3 separate regions of the Rattus norvegicus genome follow, and all the other regions are linked to region 3. The links are chromatin contacts, called in public Hi-C maps. All regions are on one chromosome and are shown on one strand. The core of a region is the stretch at or near the end of the contact, and the rest is flanking DNA. Distances in the headings are between cores, read along the strand shown.

Evidence for each region. Hi-C and Micro-C count contacts between places; a contact is called where the count stands out from the background.
Region 1: a Hi-C map of Schwann cells shows a contact between it and region 3, with 6 times the contacts expected there. The contact joins two enhancer-like sites. A contact is called at or near these places in 1 of 12 Hi-C or Micro-C datasets (Schwann cells) and 1 of 1 datasets of contacts at active chromatin or transcription factors (oligodendrocytes).
Region 2: a contact with region 3 is called in a Hi-C map of Schwann cells, with 8 times the contacts expected there. The contact joins two enhancer-like sites. A contact is called at or near these places in 1 of 12 Hi-C or Micro-C datasets (Schwann cells) and 1 of 1 datasets of contacts at active chromatin or transcription factors (oligodendrocytes).

The regions. Positions count from the first base shown.
Region 1 is chr1:140,368,368-140,372,584 of GRCr8, reverse strand. No RefSeq gene overlaps it. Among named protein-coding and RNA genes, the nearest start is that of Agbl1, 920 kb to the right of the region's middle. Within about 2 kb of position 1,469, at least 54 of the 93 cell types and tissues checked have an H3K27ac peak or open chromatin away from gene starts, as enhancers often do. A contact at or near this core is called in Schwann cells, where this site is marked.
Region 2 is chr1:141,901,412-141,905,667 of GRCr8, reverse strand. All of the region lies in intron 1 of Ntrk3 (neurotrophic receptor tyrosine kinase 3), which reads left to right. Among named protein-coding and RNA genes, the nearest start is that of Ntrk3, 9.5 kb to the left of the region's middle. Within about 2 kb of position 1,282, at least 32 of the 93 cell types and tissues checked have an H3K27ac peak or open chromatin away from gene starts, as enhancers often do. A contact at or near this core is called in Schwann cells, where this site is marked.
Region 3 is chr1:141,214,184-141,218,655 of GRCr8, reverse strand. No RefSeq gene overlaps it. Among named protein-coding and RNA genes, the nearest start is that of Ntrk3, 700 kb to the left of the region's middle. Within about 2 kb of position 2,470, at least 1 of the 93 cell types and tissues checked has an H3K27ac peak or open chromatin away from gene starts, as enhancers often do. A contact at or near this core is called in Schwann cells, where this site is marked.

The DNA of each region.
Region 1 (4,217 bases), core at 220-2,719, 850 kb after region 3:
TAAGTATGTTTATTATATATCCCAAGTTGGTCTCTCTAGCAGTCATTCAACATGCACTGGTGGGCAGTGTCACTGCTAGTGTCTCATCTGTAAAATGGGCTAGCAAGAGTGACTTACTCCTACATCTCTCAGAGTTGATAAGACAGCCCACAAATGGATTGATGGTAAGAACTTCTGCCAATGTTTTATTATTATCATCATATTTCTAAAGTGTTATAAAATTGAGCTCTAATGTTTTAGAAACAAAGTTTTCAAACTTCTTCTTCTTGCTTGGATTTCCTTGGAGGTTTTGCCCGCTTTCATCCAAAATAAACAATCTCATATTTCATCTCCTCCAAATATCATTAGATCTGAGCTGTTTGGAGCTAGAGGAATCTGACTGAAGAGTTCAAAGGCAGGACATGAGATGACATGGGACTACCCCAAGTAAGACACAATCTAGAACTAAATATTAGACATTGCATATTCATGGGTTAGTATGTCTTGGAGCTCTTGATTTCCCAACCACACTGCAAAGGTTTGTTTCTTTCCTTTTCTGCTAGTGTACACCTCCAAATTTTTAATGTTAATTATTGTCAGATCTTAGAAGATTTCTGTGGTCTAGTCATGTTCACATTTGCATATAGCTAAATGTATACAACGTTGTGGGGAAGGGGAGTCTCCACTAGGTCTGAATCTACAGCTTTGCAATATGAGAACTGGAAGAACTTATTAGGGCTTGTAGAGAAAATTGGTCTAATTTCCCCATAGTTGTTAAGTGTCTGCTGTCTCTCTGCATGCCACATAAAAGTGTAGACTGGCTCGACCATGAAACGGGGCCCAACAGCTAGAGCTCCCTTTCCCTAAACCTCTTGCACAAGTTCTGCCCCAAACAATCAGATCTGAAAGTCCTTTTTGATTGAAATGCTGTGTGTGCTGCAGAAACGTGAAGAGGAAGCTGGGCCCCAAATGCTGAGAGATAAGGTTGAGCAGGGCAGCTGGCTTGGTCCCAGGATGTGGCCAGGGACAGGGGAAGGACTGTCTAAGAGCTCTCTCTTTGAACAACCAACAAAGAGACAGCAAGAAGGAAGGGGCCGGCCGACTGTGCCACAGAAAGGAAATGGATGAGAGGGGGGGCACGCCTCTGCTCAGCCCTCTTCCTCCTTCCACCAGGGTGGCAACAAACATATTAACTAACAACGCTTTGAATTCTAAGAGTCCAGCCACCTAACCGGCCAATCAATGAAGACAAAAATGAATTTGACTCTTCTCTACCCTGTTCACAAGTTTGCTGACTCAAGTCCGTGGTCTATTCTTTCGGCCTTCCTGTTTATGTTGTCACTTGGTTTCATTATTTATTTTTAGCCCTGCTTTCAGAAGCTCTTATTCTGTTTGGTATTGGCAGGGTGTCAAGGGCATCACTCTCAGCTCTGAAAGGATCATTGTCCAGCTCTGGTCTCCATCCTCTCCACACAAGAGAGCCAGTGTGAGCCGCCTCACGTTGCCTCTTCACTGGCCCAGCCAGCCTGCAGCCTCAGAGTGGCATTCTCTGCAGGGCATCCAATGCCATGCTAGGAATGGTAGAAATGTTAGTGACATTTGCTTTCGTCGGAACCAGATCCTCTGTTTTCATTGGGGGAAACTGAGACCTGGAAAAATGAACGTTCAACCACAAAGTATCATGTCAACATCATGCTAACCTTGGCTTCTAGACACTCTGTGAGATGCTCTTTGTAAACCCCAGGGGAAAAAAAGCAATGTAATGATGTCTTGGTTTCCAAAACTCTCCATAGAACAACACCTTTCCTTACTCATTTTCACCAAGATGCTTTCCCCATTTTGAGTCTTGCTATTCTTTATATTTATTTTTTTTCTGGATTCCCAATTTACTTGTGTTCAAAAAAATAATAAATCAAACAAAATAAGAATGTCCATGGTAGTGGGAATGTGGTTGTTTGTGCCCACATTTTTTCTCTTTGTCATTGCCTCTTTTCCCTTAAGAAACAGAACTTTCTCTTTTTTTCTTTCTAATTTTTATTTCCAATGAGCTAGTGTGGCTTGCCTGCTAGGACTGTCTGTAGTGGCAATGAAAGGACATGCTTCAGTTCCCAGGACGATGGTCTCTTTGCCTGGGAATATACCGACCAGTATTACAAGTATGTGAGAATAAACAAGGCTCGAGTCAATCTCAACTTGTTTTACACTCTGTTTTATTAAAGTCAATGCGTTTCCGTTCCTATGTGCTGAGCCTCAGCTGGCTTAATTATACATACCCAGGCGAATTCTAATGGGGACAGAAGACAGCCAGTGATTGGAAAGCAAGGCCCTTTTCTGACCTCTACAGGCCATGGAGAGGAAAAGAGACAAGGCTGCTTCTGCAAATTACAGAGGGCGCTTTTTTTTCCCCCTTGGATGCTTCTTTACTGCTCCAAGTACCAGACTCATGTGTGTCCTACTTTCCTACAGCTTGACTATCCATGTTTACTATGTTACTGAAGCAATCAGGAAGAGGTCATTTTTTAGGAGACTTTTACAATGGAAATTAGGACCTCCATCATTAAATACATAATTAAAGTAAGCCAAATACATATATGCCACTTGTGCTATATATGGAGTTGGCATTTCCCTGATGACTAAGGATGTTGAACATTTCTTTAAATGCTTCTCAGCCATTTGAGATTCCTCAGAATAAAATTCTCTATTTAATTCTGTACCCCATTTTAATAGGGTTATTTGATTCTTTGGAGTCTAACTTCTTGAGTTCTTTGTATATATTAGATATTAGCCCTCTATTGGATGTAGGGTTGGTAAAGATCTTTTCCCAATCTGTTGGTTGCCATTTTGTCCTAATGACAGTGTCTTTCACCTTACAGAAGCTTTTCAATATTATGAGGCCCCGTTTATAAACTCTTGATCTGAGAGCTTAAGCCATTAGTGTTCTGTTCAGGAAATTTCCCCCTGTGCTAATGTGTTTGAGGTTCTTTCCCACTTTTTCTTCTATTAGATTCATCTGGTCTTATATGGAGGTCCTTGATCCACTTGGACTTGAGCTTTGTACAAGATAAGAATGGATCAATTTGCATTCTACATGCTGACCTCCAGTTAAACTAGCTCCATTTGTTAAAAATGCTCTTTTTCCCACTGGATGGTTTTAGCTCCTTTGTGAAAGATCAAGTGACCATAGATGTGTAGGTTCATTTCTGGGCCTTCAATTCTATTTCATTGTTCTACCTGTCTGTCTCTCTGAGATTTCACCTCACACCAGTGAGAATGGCTAAGATCAAAAACGCAGGTGACAGTAAATGCTGGTGAGGATGTAGAGAAAGGGGAACACCCCTCCATTGCTGATGGGATTGCAAGCTGGTACAACCACTCTGGAAATCTGGCTGGCTGGCGGTTCCTCAGAAAATTGGAAATATTTCTAACTGAGGACCCAGCTACACCACTCCTGGACATATACCCAAAAGATGCCTAACATATATCCAACATTTAACAAGGACACGTACTCCACTATGTTCATAGCAGCCTTATTTATAATAGCCAGAAGCTGGAAACAAGCTAGATGTTCCTCAAATGAGGAATGGATACAAAAAATGTGGTACATTTACACAATAGATTATACTCAGCTATTAAAAAATGATTTCATGAAATTCGAAGGCAAATGGATGGAGCTTGAAAATATCATCCTAAATGAGGCAACCCAGTCACAAAAGAACACATATGATATGTACTCACTGAAGAATGGATATTAGCCAAAAGGGAGCTTGGGATGCCCACAATACCACTTACAGACCATATGAATCCCAAGAAGAAAGAAGATCACAGCAACTGTGGAAGCTACAGTACTATTCAGAGGGCGAGGAAGAGAGAAATCTCAGGGAAATAGAGGGAGAGAGGGATCTGGGAGGGACAGAAGAGAGAGAAGGAAAAATAGTACCAGTTCAGATGTGGGAGGAGATGGGGGAGAAGTACAGAGGGTCAGACATTTGAAAGTAGGTGTGTAGCAGTGGCAGAGGGGGGACTGGTGGTAGTCACTAGGAATCCAGGGATCCAAAGAGGTTCCCAGGACCCAACAGGGAGGACTTCAACTGAAATACCCAACAAAAGGGAGATAAAACCTATAAAAAACATATCCAGTGGATAGGCACAGCCCCAGTTGAGTCTGGGGCCATGCACCCACCTCAAAAATATTAATCCAGAATTTTCCCTGTCAAAAGGAAATTCAGGGACAAAGAGTG
Region 2 (4,256 bases), core at 33-2,532, 690 kb before region 3:
CTTTTTCCCAGGCACCCTTGGCTTCCCCTACATTGTCCTGGCCTCTGAGGTCTCCGGACTCCACAGTAGCCCATGTGCAAGCAGAGTCTGGCAGGGACTCTGGAAGCTGCTTACTGTGAGGTCGACATCCCCTCTCTGGTTTGAAGCCTGATTATGAGGCCAATGTTCCTGATGTTCATGAACAGAGAGAAACTGGATAGGAGAGGAGAGGGCTAGGTAACTTCTCTTAGAGCTTTAGGATATCAGAACTGTCTTTGGATGCAAGCAGAAGGTGTGTGGGAATCTGAAGAGCTGGTCAGTTCTAGTTGGCAGCTGACATTGGGAGTATGATTCCTGAGTGGGGAGTTCTAGGTGTTATTAGGCCTCCATGTTACTGTCTCTGTGAATCAGTGGTCTTCACTTCCTCCAGTCCTTTCCTCTCCCTAGACTTTCCGTGCTTTTTGCCCATAGATGTATCATCTCTCTCCTCTAGTAATAAGCCATGACCATGAGAGATGACAACCACTGTCCCCATGGAGACAGCTTGAGGGTCCTGCAAAAACATTGCTGGGCAAGCCCTATTGCCATTGCCCCATGATTGTATGAACTTGCTACATCATAGAACCTCGCTGGCCCCAGTTTCTACTCTTGCAGTGGGGTTAGCTAACTCATCCTTTCGCGCAGGGTCTCAGGGTATTAAGTGATTAAGTGATGACTGACCTCCTCCTTCACAGGCCCTGTGAAGCATCTATTGCCATGTTAGCTGTTTCCATTTCTGGATGACTGAGAGGACTTGAATTAGGAAAAAGATCAAGACTTTGAGCCATAAATCAGGAAAAGGAGGTGGAGAATCATTTGGACTAGATCCAATTTTTCAGAGGAAGAACTTGGCAGACAGATGAATTGATATGTCCCAGCCCAGTAAGCTAGGAGCGCAAAGCAGACACGGATGCTGGGCCTTGCTTCTCTAGGTCTCCTCCTACTGCCCTTTTGTGTCTGCACCAGAGGCTTAGGGATTGCAGGGGCAGGAAAGATTCGTGAGATTCCCTGGAGAGAGAGAAGGGAGCGGTGAGCTATGTGAGACTCGAAGTCCTAATGCAGGCTTCCTGAAGCAGTACATTGTGCTGTGCGTGCGTATCTGGGGGCGTCTTTATACACGCACAAGTGCCTCTCCTCAGTGTTCCCTGCACATTACGTCTGAGGTTGCTGTAAACAAACCTTAAAGCCGCTGGCTTATTGCTTGCCGAGATCGTCTGTGTGTAGACTCCTGGTGGCCACCAGAGGGCAGCATGATGCACGCGTCGATTCTTGGTGGTTTCACCCAGAGAGAGCTGGAGCTGGGGTAGTGGCAGGTCGATTGCCAGCCTGGGCTTTTGGAGCCTGCCAGGAGTCAGGGCTAAGCTTCTGGCTGGGAGGGCTGCTCTGTAGAGCCGGCTCTACTCTCGTTCTATTTGTGTGGTCTGGGGATGTGAGGCTCCCAACCTGGGTATTTTGGCTTAGCCGGCTCCCTGGGAGGAAGCTGTAGGGAGCCTATGATGGAGGGAACATCCTCTTCTCCCTCATCTCAGTCTCAGAAGCAGCAGGAGGGAGCATAGTTTTGGCTTAAACACTGGAAACGAACTAAAGGGACATATGTTCCTGTCCAGGAAAATCCCAGGCTTGATAGGACACAGAAAGTTAGTAGTGACACTGGAATCAGGGTCTTGGAAGAAGTGAGCTTTACACATACCGTTTGCTCAGGCTGTTGAATCTGCTGGTCAGAGCGCGAGAATAGCTTTTACCTTCCTGCCCTCCAATTCAAGCTTGACAACTACAGAATGCCAAGTAGGTGCTCAGTAAAAGCGGCAGTCTGGTTCTTTCTAGAGGTGGGGAGCTTGGTGGTTTGTGTTAACCCCTCCAGACCTTGGGGGAATGTGCACCAGTGGGTATGAAAACGTCTTGCTAACAGGTCATCAGGTTAGCGGTTGCCTGCTGTGAGACTCATTGGTCCTCCTCTGTTCTAGGCAGATTTGAGCAGGATGTTCGATTTCTTGTGCTCTCCAGTCCCATGGACTTGTTACCAGCACTTGGAAGCTCGATCATCTGCTCTGTGCTGAGCATGAGGGCCTAGGATAGCTCACAGCTGCCTGGCCCAGGGATACAGGCAAAGCCCTCTTTCTAATGAGCCATCTCTGCCCACCAGTTTCTTTTTGAGTAATTTTTCAAGGCCAAGCCACTGAAAAGCAGGAGCGGGTTGAGCATTTACAGCACTCCGAGTGAGCTGAACCCTTTGCACGAATAACCTTGTACACAGGGCAATGACAACGTGGCGTTTCTGATTATGACCTTGCCACTTCTCTGTGGTAACCTGGACTGGCTATTTTATTTTATTTTTCCTCTTTGGCCCTTTGTTTCCTTATATGAAAACGGTGCTGATAAAGAAGAGCCCATTGTTGCTTGTAAGATTGCAGTGAGGACGTGTAAGGCTCTGAAGGCTGTTTTTCTTCCTCTTCCTGTCAGAGCATCCCAGACTGGCATCTTCACAAGCAAGGGTATTTCCATGCCCTTCGTCTGTTCTTCCCACTTCTGGTATTTCCCACAGATTCCTCTCCTCTTAGGGGGTTCTGTTAGAAGAGTTCCCATGCCCCCAGCATTTCTGCTGTTCTTTTCTCTGAGAGGCAGCTCATTGTGGCTTCAGGAGATTTGGACTTTCCTGCCTCTGTTGTCTTTGGACCCAGCCAAGTTCCTCAATAGCTCTGTGACAGAAATTGGGTCAGTTGGGCCGTGAGGTGCCTTTCCTGGGATGGGTACCCAGAGTCTGACTGGTGTGTGGAGCTTGTAGGAGGTGGGGAACAGTAACGATCCAGAGGCTCTGGGAGATAAGGATTAAAGGATGTTGTGAGAGTAGCCAGCACCTAGAACTAGCTGCGGGAGGCAGTAGGAGAGCCACCATGGTGTATGTTTAGGGGGTGGAGGGGACTAAGTAGCAGAAGCATTTGTCTGTCACCTGGACAGGGAACATATGGTTCTTACCATATGCTGGCCTACCAAGTGTCAGAGTGCTCCAGGCAAAGCCTTCCCCATCTCCAGCACCAGGATTTTGGATGACAGAAACCTTTGACCAGGTTAAGTTTGGAGTACCTAGCCTCTGCCAGTATTGTCCCACATGGCTTCATTGCTATCCTTGCCCCATATCATTTGGCATTCACTAGTGGGTTCCATTTTGGTTACTGTAATCAAATTAGCTTGCTAGCCACAGAGAGGACTCCAGGACTTGCCCTAGCAGGAAGAGTTTAGGTCTTCATTGTGGTAGGGAGCAACTCTGAATTCCTTCAGCCCAACCATACCAATCAAGTATATTCGCTTCAGTTCCATGTTAAGCCACAAGAGGGCACTAGACCACGATTTCTGCTGTAGGTGCTATGAAGCCTATTATGATTGCTCTGTTGAGAGAAGTCTACTGCACCTGGTCTCTTCCCAGACACCAGCAACTCTGAGGTCATGGCCAACCAGCCTGATTTAACCACAGCTCACCACCGAGGTTTCAAGGGAGGTCTATTTGTGCAGTGCAAAAAGGTCATTACATTTGGTGTCAAACCCAGGTTTCCAGTTTCGCCCTTCTTGCATGTTTAAATGGTGACTGAAGTTACTTTGTTTCTCTGTGTACCTCCCCCCCCCCCCCGCCCCAACCTGAAAGGTGAGGTGTTACCAGGAGGTGTGGTTGTGAGAAGATGCCACAGGGATTAAATTGCATGACGTGTGGAAAGTCTGGAACACAGTAGATTCTTAGTGACTAGCCTGTCTTTTTTTCCAGAAGAAGGATAAAGCTAAGTCACAACCTAGAAATCCTGTGGACTTGATGGGGTCATTTTATATGCTTCTTTAACAAATATTCTATGGTTCCTATTCACTGGGGGAGCAGCGCTACCCAGTGGCTGGAATGGAGAACAGCAAGTATTGGGTAGGTATTATTGGAGTAGAAGGGATAGGCTCTCTGGCCAGGAACATCAGATTCAGAGGATCTATCAATGGGATTGGCACTACTTATATTTCTGACTGCTGTGGATGATTTGCTGAGGCTGTTAGCACGCTGGTAGCTGTTAGTGTTGTTTCTTGCCTAGACCTGTAGGAGGAAGTCACAAATGGACTAACTTAATTGTCAACAATCAATCTTGGCATCTAATTTCAGACCTTTCTTGGTGTTTCCTAGGGTGTCTTTCCCTCTCTCTCTCTCCCTTTCTCTCTCTTCACTACCTCTCTGTGGTGGATGCTCATATTTTGGGGATGTTTTAATATGT
Region 3 (4,472 bases), core at 1,221-3,720:
TTTAAAAGGGAATGAAGATTGGACGATACGAGTTATAAAAAGCTGATTAAGTTCAGGCCCTCTCTTAGGGAAGAATGAGACAAAAGCTACAGTAGGACAAAAGTTATTTTGGAGTACTGGAGAAATAGCTGATGGTAATCCTCACCTTGCAAACACGAGAATATGAGTTTGATTTTTATCATCCATGTTTACAAAAGCAATGTATGATTACACACACTTGCAGTCTGAGTGCTGGAGTGCTGGAGATAGACAGACCTTAAGGGAGGCTTCCTACACAGCATGTGAGCCTAGCCTACTTGACAAGCTCCAAGGCCATGAAACACTGAGTGTACCTCAAAAGGAAAGGTAGATATGCTATCGAGCATCGATAATGGTACCCGAGGTTTTTAACTGGGTAGACACACACACACACACACACACACACACACACACACACACACCATAAAGAAATCATAAACACTGTTGGGGATGTCATTCAGTGGTAGCATTTGTCTGGCAAGAACAAATGGAACCTCAAAAACAGCAAACAACAAACAACAAAAAATAAAAAACAGAAAAAAGAAATCCAAAACAATCTTCTTGTTCACATCTACCATGAAAGACACAGTGTTACTTACTTTACCTATCAATTTTCATCTTGTGTCTCCTGTCTAAAATGCTAGAAACTAGGTAAAACAGTAGAACTGGGGTGGGGTGGGAGATGAACATACTGGTGAGAAGTTGTTGACAGGCTCCTGGTATGTGCTTCACATTTGTTTTCACTTTTAAAACACTCCTGTAGTCCAAATTAAGCTTTCACGGTTAAGCACTGTAACCAGGCTCAGGTGCCCAGGGCAAGCATATTGATTGTGCATTTTCCACTTGTGCAATGCTATGCAACAGGGTGTCCCCTAGCCATCTGCCAAGCAGTGACTCACTCTGGTATCCAGCTGTCTTAAGTCAAAGGACACGATCATCTTTGGATAAGGGGAGGAAAGCATTAAGGCACACAAATACTTACCATATTTTTTACCTGTAAATGACATGGGTTATGTCTTATATTCTTTTGACATACTAGTCACCCAGTTGCACCTAGATAAGAAGGCAAGCTTAGAAGTGTAGTCTTGGGATTGGCAATCCTTTCTTGCCAATAGTTGCTCTCTTTGGAAGGCAATAAAATTCACTGGGGTCCACCTGTGTCACATTTGAGTTATCTATGAGAAAACTAGAGCTCACCATAGTTGAGTGGGCCACAAATATTCTACATGACAATGTCAACATTAAAATCTTTGGGAGAAATGTTTCAAATAACACATTGACCAGCTATAACTACTTCCTCAGTGCTTTTGAATTTCCTGCTCCCATAATCCCTAGGCAGAATTGATTAAAACTGAGGGTTCTATAATGTCTATAAAGTCTATATGTATAAAAGTCTATAAATAAATTTCTATAAAATTATAAAGTTTATGGGCTCTAATTAAGTTATCTTGTTATAAAGCTTTGTACCACTATGTGTTGGCTATATAGCTGTTGTAAATGGCAATCTCTTCATTTCATTTTGTTTTATTATTTTTAAAATAAACCCCAAAATAGTAACTACATCAAATACTTTTCCTGAGAATTATAGGAACTGTGCATAAAGTATTTAGCAGGTACTTGGGACTAACAATAGCTTTCACTTTTACTCCAGCTGTCATGGTGACTACCTTCCTGTTTTGGAATGACACACCTCAGTACTATAGTCCATTGCTCTTTTCCCTCACATTCACTCATTAGAGGCATTAAGCTAGCCGTTACTGGGCCCTTTCTGTCTACAACATTGTTTCCTCTTCTCCTGATCAGCACAACTCTAAGAGTTAGTGAATTTATTCTCAAGGATAACCTTAATATTTAAACAAATAGCTAAGTAGTTTCTTCCATCAAGAAGATAGTGATATCCCAAGCCAGAGAAATCTTATTGTCTTCATTTGTTTTTAACTCTGGCTTCAGCCCAACAAAGATTTCTTTACTATATCTACTTCTAAGTAATTACAATGGAATTATATATTCTAAATATATTTCATTCTATAAATGGGTGTTTTAAGAGTAGCAAAACCAACACTTTATTAAAATTGTAAACTACTTTGAGATTCAGTCATACCCAAGGACAGATAGAATAAGCAAATTCAATTCGTACTAAGAAAGCAAGAAGTTCAGGCTAATGAAATGAAGAGTTCCTCTGACCCCTCCAGTGACTGTTTTTGAGGATAATTTTTCAGCAGATATGCTATTGGTTCCCATCACCTTACTTAGGCAGAAAAGACCCAATGTGAACTTTGAAATGCTGAAGAGGTCATTTGTCATTAACTCATCTGCTAGGAATTTTTCATATGAATGTCACATGCTTCCAGTGTCAATGACCTACTGCCCCTAAGCCCACATACCCCACATAACACAATGATTCAACCACAGAATGGACTCTATAAGACCAAGTCATAACCTTTCCTTCATACCACCATCACTCATATGGATCTTGCATAATGTCCATTGTGGTCTCTCAACACAGGGCCATTGTGGGCTGCACATGGAACCCAGTCCTTTGATCCAGAGGTCATCTCTGAATGACAATGGATCTCTCCTCAAATTCAAGGACACAATCACCCCATCACATTCCTACACACTCTCTCTCTCTCTCTCTCTCTCTCTCTCTCTCTCTCTCTCTCTCTCTCTCAAGACCAGAGCTCTTATTCTAGTACTTTCCTCCTCCTTATATTTTTTCTTTATTGTGCAGTTGAACATGCATCCTCAAGTCTAGGAAAATAATATGAGGATGCTGAAAGCATGAATGTCAGTGGTATCATTGGGAACCATCTAGTTAAGGTTCCATATCCCATAATGGCATTGGAATTTTATCTGTTAAGTGAAGGAATGAAACACCCTCTATCTAATATTGTCATAACATAAGAGATACCCCAAAGCAGACCTCTAAGATCATTTAACTATTTCAGGAGGATCAATGTCATGATATTCACTGCAACATTATTAGGTACACAACTTGTGATCAGTAATTATGCTACAGATTTCTTTTGGCCCTTTATTATCTTTCATTAGAGAAAAAAATAAACCAAGAACTATTCAATAGCCATCATTATTTAAATAGTTAAATCATGCCAGTCCCTTACACTTCCAGTCATTGTCAAAATAAAAGAGGCAGTTGGACAGAAAGAATCTACAAACTAGGCAGGATCAACAGAGGGTATTGTGAGCAAGACAGATAGGGTAGATGCAGAGAACAGAGGGACACAATCAGTTTTCATTTATTCTTTGTACTGTCTTTCACTGGGCTGATGTTCTTATTATTAGCCTGACTTTAGTATTTTAAAGACAGAGTCTCATGCAACCTAGATTGGAATGAACTTTCTCTATAGCTGTGGTTAGAGGGTAGTGCTCTTGAATCTAGATACCATCTTCTATCACCTTTCAAGTGGTAAGAGATTAAAGATGTAAGTAAGCTACTATGCCCAGCTTGACAATATTCTCGATGGGGGAGTATATGAGTCATTTTTTCTTCTTTATATATGTTTAGAACTTGAAAAATTGTTGTTTTTATAAATGGAAACATACAGTCATTGTTGGAAAATTTGAAACATAAATAGTGACCCATGATCATCCTGCCCACTGCCTTCCTTGTGCCATGGGCCTGTTCAACCTTGTCATTAGGTGTAATTGTATGTATCCAACTATCACAGAATTTTTTTCTTTGATGAAAGTTAAGATCACATTAGAAGTACACTTGACACATTAAAATATCAACTTACAAAGACATTAAATAATCATTTTATAATAGTTTCAACTATTACAGAATAGTCTTCTTGAGAGTTCATTAGGCCACCTGCTGCCTATTGCAAATTTAAATTGTTTTCAGGAGTGTTTTTTGTCTTGTGATTTTTTATACATATTCATTTGTAGCAGAACTCCCATACTTCAGGTAAAATCTTAGATGTGGTCGTAATTGGTCTAACTGTCTACATCTTTGAAAACCTTTTGATAGTTCTGTGGACCAATCCTAAAAAATAAAATCCCCAAATTTATGTTATTTATTTACCTGCAGTAAACATAAATTTTTATTCACATGAATCCATGATTCAGAGTATAATAATTATGTTTTAACAGTCATAGCACTTCTTAACAGTTCAGTCACATTTTCCATAGATTTTGTACTAAGCTATGAAAATCAGCTCCTATTTACCATTGCAAATTCAATGAATGCCATGAAAGACCAAGGTGCACCGTTAGGAAGGGCTGCCCGTCAGTCATTCAATCTGTGGATAATTATTGAGTATCAGGCTGTTTTAATGTCTAGAAATGTACTAATAGAGGGCCAGAAAAATGTGAATAAGACAGAAAGATACCAGGAGACTGATGTCCAAATCTCTGATCAGGGAGAGTCTCTTTGAAGGGGATAAAGAAAAGGTCCTGTAGCAACCAATGTGTTCCAGGAAGCAAATGCAGTA